2 separate regions of the Mus musculus genome follow, and region 1 is linked to region 2. The links are chromatin contacts, called in public promoter capture Hi-C maps. All regions are on one chromosome and are shown on one strand. Each heading gives the region's core, a stretch centred on a gene start, on an enhancer-like site or on the middle of the called end of the contact. The rest is flanking DNA. Distances are from core to core; before and after follow the strand shown. Region 1 holds the start of Lgals2 (lectin, galactose-binding, soluble 2). Region 2 holds the start of C030006K11Rik (RIKEN cDNA C030006K11 gene).

The links. Promoter capture Hi-C pulls out the DNA fragments that hold promoters and counts their contacts.
Region 1: a promoter capture Hi-C map of pre-B cells shows a contact between it and region 2, with 4 times the contacts expected there. The contact joins the promoter of Lgals2 here to the promoter of C030006K11Rik in region 2. A contact is called at or near these places in 3 of 39 promoter capture datasets (embryonic stem cells, liver and pre-B cells).

What each region holds. Positions count from the first base shown.
Region 1 is chr15:78,854,231-78,856,930 of GRCm38.p6, reverse strand. Lgals2 (lectin, galactose-binding, soluble 2) reads left to right here and starts at 1,402. Exons shown (of 4, transcript NM_025622.3): 1 at 1,402-1,459. The coding sequence starts at 1,454.
Region 2 is chr15:76,722,540-76,725,239 of GRCm38.p6, reverse strand. It overlaps C030006K11Rik (RIKEN cDNA C030006K11 gene), which reads left to right and starts at 1,395. Exons shown (of 3, transcript NM_145472.2): 1 at 1,395-1,585; 2 at 2,021-2,069; 3 at 2,257-2,700. The coding sequence starts at 1,424. It overlaps Arhgap39 (Rho GTPase activating protein 39), which reads left to right. Exons shown (of 12, transcript NM_001168288.2): 12 at 64-1,255. The coding sequence ends at 258.

The DNA.
Region 1 (2,700 bases), core at 153-2,652, 2.1 Mb before region 2:
GTTGCTGGGAATTGAACTCAGGACCTCTGGAAGAGCAGTCAGTGCTCTTAACCACTGAGCCATCTCTCCAGCCTGGGAGTAGCGTTTTTTAATGGGGCAGACTAAGATGAAGTAGTGCTCAGAGGTAGGACATGGCTTCTATAAACTAAGCCTTGGAGAGCTGGAGTGTTTCACAGCCAGCGACATCTGATTCTGAAGTGCAGATCTGTGAGCCTCAGTGTTCCCAAATGAAGTAGGATAAACAACTGTAGAGACCTGTCTGTGGTACAAACCCACTGGAAGGACGGGCAGCACAGGTTCCCTCCCAGCAGAGGAACTACGTCAGGTTTCTTCCTCTTGACAGTATCTAATTGTGTATATGGACCCCAACTACCACAAAATTCATAGGCATAAAGGGCGAAGGACAGAAACCCCCAGTGTCCCGAACCCTTGGGTTCCCTCCTGCACGTTTGGTCTGTGTCCCAGCAGAACCAAGCTCTTTTGTGCATGGTGCCAGGGATGGAAGCCACAGGGCATGCATCCTGAGGATACAGCACACCACTGAACCACCCAGCCCTCGCAGAATAGTTGACTTTTGGCATCTTCTTCCGCCCGTTTTTAAGCACTTCAGTTATACTTATTTGTGTGTGCACATGTGCCATGGTCCATGTGTGGAGGTCAGAGGGGACACCTTGCAAGAGTTGGTTCTTTCCTTCCATCATGTGAGCTCCGGGAAGCAAACCCCGGTGGTTAGGCTTGGCAGCAGGCACCTTTATCCGTCGAGCCATCTCACTGGCCCTAGATGTGAATCTACCACTTTTGAAGCAAAATGTGTGCAGCCAGATATAGTGTTTCCTGCCTGTAATCCCAGCACTTGGGGCAGAAGTGTGAGAATAGAGAGTCCAAGGCTAACCTGGGCTAAATGGTCAGACTCTGTTTCACAAGAAGAAAAAAAAAGAAACAAATTATATGTATAATCAGAAAAAGCATGGATGAGAGAAGGGAGAAAAAAGTCTTTGAATGACTCACAGACACACTGAAAATTAGAAGCTTGGACATCTTTTAACAGAGCCAGCCTGTCTTTTTGTGGTTGTAGGAGCTGGGCTCAGCAAAGAGGTTGGATGGCCTGCCAAGATCGGGGTGTTTGTGGTTTGTGTGGGGGTGGCACTAGGGCATCCTCCCTTGGGCTTTGTGGAGTACTGACCACGGAGGCTGGTAGGAATTGCCAGAAGCGGGGCCAGAGGGATGCTCACGATCGAGTCAGAGTGAGTGAGGAGCCATCTTCCTGTTTGTTGAGTGAGTGCCTGCATATACAGACCGGGTGATATTAGGAGATAAAGGTCCAAAGTCCTTATTTATGGCCTCGGGGTGGTTAATGTGTAATACTCTGGGATTATAAGCCTGACCAAGAGGGGATACCTTGAGCACAAACCTCTAGGAGCAACTGGGAGAGCTGTGGCCAGGAGCTGTCACCATGTCGGTGAGGATGCTGGCCCTCTGCACCCACTTCCTTCTGCTCATGTGTCTTTGCTAGAGTGTGTGGGTTGGGGGGTTCTGGGGTCCATTGTTTGTTTATTTATTTGTTTGTTTGTTTGTTTTTTCAAGACAAGGTTTCTCTGTGTAGCCCTGGCTGTCCTGGAACTCATTTTTTAGACCAGGCTGGCCTTGAACTCAGAAATCCACCTGCCTCTGCCTCCCAAGTGCCACCACCACCCGGCTTCTGGGGTCCATTATTGCCACCCTTCTCTTTGTGTCAGTTTCTCCCGGAGAACCAAAAAGAAAGCTGGGTTGCCAAGCTGGTGACACATGCCTTTAATCCCAGCACTAGGGAGACAGAGGCAGGAGGATCTCTGAGTTCAAGACCAGCCTGGTCTATAGAGAGTGAGCTCCAGGATAGCCAGAGCTATGTAGAGAGACCCTGTCTCTAAAACTAAAAGAAGAAAACTGGTGGATAATCTCTCAAACCCTTAGCATTGAAGCTGTCTGTCTCTCTGTCACCACCAAGTTCAGGGCCAGAACTTTCCTTTCCCTCTTTGAGGACAGCAACAGTCGTATTAATTATTACTGCCGACCTCTACTGAGTCTCATAAAGATGAGAGTTGTAGGGCAGGGGCTGGGGGAAGGGCCCAGACCAACGATATAGCATGTGCGGTGATTTAGCCAGTGCAAGGCCCTGGGTTGGAACTCCAGCACCAGAAAATATCACGCTTCCAGAGGAACTGCATGGAACAAGCTGAGTGGGTAAAGTGCTTGTCCACCATGCATATAGCCCAGGGTTTGATCTCCAGCACTGCATAAACTGGATGTGACGGCGCAACTGGCAAGCCCAGGATTCAAAGGCCAGAGGCAGGGGGATTTCTGAGTTTGAGGCCAGCCTGGTGTATATAATGAGTTCCAGCTACATACTGAGATCCTGTTGAGAGAGAGAGAGAGAGAGAGAGAGAGAGAGAGAGAGAGAGAGAGAGAGAGAATGGAAGAAAAGGAAGGAAGGAAGGAAGGAAGGAAGGAAAGAGAGAGAGAGAGAGAAAGAAAGAAAAAAGAGAGAAAGAGAAAAGGAAGAAGGGAGGGAGAGAAGTATGGAGGGAGGGAAACTGAGGCTCAAGATGAAACCATAGGTGGCTAATATCTACATATTGCAAGAGTATTGGCACACTCTCGAGAGCCTGTGTTCCGATCTGGCTCCTGTGAAGTTTCTGGTGTGACTTTGGACAAGTTGATGTC
Region 2 (2,700 bases), core at 146-2,645:
CTAATAGCTACGCCTACCCTCCACTCTGCTCTCCTCTCCCTTCACCCGGACCCCCTCACACAGGTGTTCGTGCAGCCAGCCAACGTAGCCATCACCAAAATGGACGTCAGCAACCTGGCTATGGTGATGGCACCCAACTGCCTGCGCTGCCAGTCGGATGATCCTCGCGTCATCTTCGAGAATACACGAAAGGAGATGTCCTTCCTTCGAGTGCTCATTCAGCATTTAGATACCAGCTTCATGGAGGGCGTGCTATAGCACGCGGGCTATGGACGCCTGCTAGGGTGACACCCGGGAAGGTGGGAGGGAAGGCCCCAGCGCGAGGCAGCATGCCAGGCCCCGCCAGACGCCGGCCCCGCCCTAGGCCCTCCCGGGGCCAAGCAGCCGCGCCATATCTCGCGGCCAGTTCCTGCAGGTACCGGCTCGCCCTGCCAGTCGCAAGCCAGCCCCGAGAAGTGCCTTCTGTTTCCCGGAGCCGAGCGACACTGCCCTCCTGGTCGGCTGAAGCACATACCGCGTTGCTCAGGGCAACAGGACCTTGTCCCCTCTTCAGGGCAATCCTCCACCAAGGCACTCTCGCCCTGATCCCTCCCACCCTAGTCTAGGGGCCTCTGGCTGGGGCCAGAAGGAGAGTTAGAGGCGTTCTGGAGAGCTGTGCTGGCCACTACTAGGACTTGGCTCCGTCGGCTCGATGCCTAATAGGTCTTTGTGCAAGGGGAGGCCCCAAACCAAAGCCCTCTGGGTTAGGGCCAGGGCTAGGCAGGCTTTCTTGGGGCGGGTGAGGGAGGGCGAGAGGTTTTTTGTTTTTTGACTACAGAATCTATCCGATACCCAGCCTACTTGTGTATAAAGATATAAATAGAACGACAGAACTAAGTTTGCTAAGGACATAGTTTTAACCAGATGCTATTTAGCTCTTGAACTGCCATTGCGGTCCTCGCGCTGAGCAAGTTAGCACCACCCTCCTTTGACCTCGCGGCCTCTGACCAAACTCCACACACGGGCGGCGCGTGGATGAGACCTGCCTGGACTCGTTTGCGTTTTCCATTCTGGAATCTGAGTTCCAACAGTTGTCAAACTTCATTTCTCCTGTTTATATATATATATTTTTAGAGTTTTTATTTATTAAAAACAAAAGTCCCGTCATGCGGAGGTCCTGGCCTCTCTCTCCAGGGCCTCTCGGCCGCAGGCGCTCCCTCGTACGTGTGGCTCGAGGGGACAGTGCTCCGTGTGAATAAAGTTCAAGTGCACACTCGCTGATTGTGTTTCTTTCAGGTTACTTCTGACAAGGGGGCGGGGGAGTCCACGTCTGGCAGCTACTTCCGGGGGCGGGATAGACAGCTCCGCCCCTCCGAGCACGTGTTGCCGGCGGAACCCAAAGCCCCAGGCACAACACTGTGTGATCCGCTTCCGGTGTGGAAGAATGTGGCCGCCTAGTGGGGCAGTGCGTAACTTGGCTCTAGTCTTGGCGAGGTCGCAGAGAGCTCGGACCTGCAGTGGGGTCGAGCGTGTCTCCTACACACAGGGTCAAAGCCCGGAGCCCAGAACCCGCGAGTATTTCTACTATGTGGATCACCAAGGCCAGGTGTGCCTGGCGTGTGACAGAGGGAGGAGACCTGAGGGGACTGCGGAATCCATCGGCACCGGGTGGGGAGTAGTTCTAGAGGCGAGACCTGGGATAGGTGCTACGCGTGGCTTTGAACCTTTCAAAGCCCAGGCTGGAAGAGTTAATTCCGGGGCCTTCCGCTTTCACCGCATCGTAATCCCGCGCACACTAGCCTGTCCTAGCAGCAGTCCCAGAGCCGAGTGCTTGCTCGCGATTGCTAGGGACAAGCGGCTGTCAAACCTGCTGTAGAAAAAGGGGTGAGGGCTGCAACCCTGGAAACCTGTCTGTAGATGTGGGGAGAGTCCGCAGGGCCCTTCCACATGCCCCCCTGAACACATTAGACAGAAAAGCAAGGACAGCGAACACCACCGGCTTTCTTGCCAGGACTTACTGTCCACTGTGTCCCTTCTGCAGCTTTTCCTAGATGACTCCAAAATGAAGAACTTTATCACCTGCTTCAAAGGTATTGCTTACTGCACTGCTCCCTCGTGTCTCTCTCTACCCTTCAGGGCCTCGGCTCCCCGACTCTGAGGGAAGGCACCATCCACGAGGGGGGGCCGCTGTCTCGTGCCAGTGCTGGTATTCCCAGGAAAAGGAGCGTGTCGGGGAAGCTGGGTCACCGAGCATGATCGTGCCTTTTGTTCCCACAGACCTGCAGTTCCTGGTCACTTTCTTCTCCCGTCTGAGACCCAACCACAGCGGGCGCTACGAGGCTTCCTTCCCCTTCCTCTCGCTTTGCGGCAGAGAGCGTAACTTCCTGCGCTGTGAAGACCGGCCAGTGGTCTTCACGCACCTCCTGGCTTCCGACAGCGAGTCACCTCGTCTCTCCTACTGTGGCGGTGGCGAGGCGCTGGCGATACCCTTCGAGCCGGCTCGCTTGCTACCCCTGGCGGCCAATGGGCGCCTGTACCACCCGGCCCCGGAGCGCGCAGGCGGTGTGGGTCTAGTGCGCTCGGCCCTGGCCTTCGAGCTCAGCGCTTGCTTCGAGTATGGGCCTAGCTCCCCTACGGTCCCCTCTCACGTACACTGGCAAGGTCGCCGCATCGCCCTAACTATGGATCTGGCCCCGCTGCTGCCCGCTGCCCCGCCGCCCT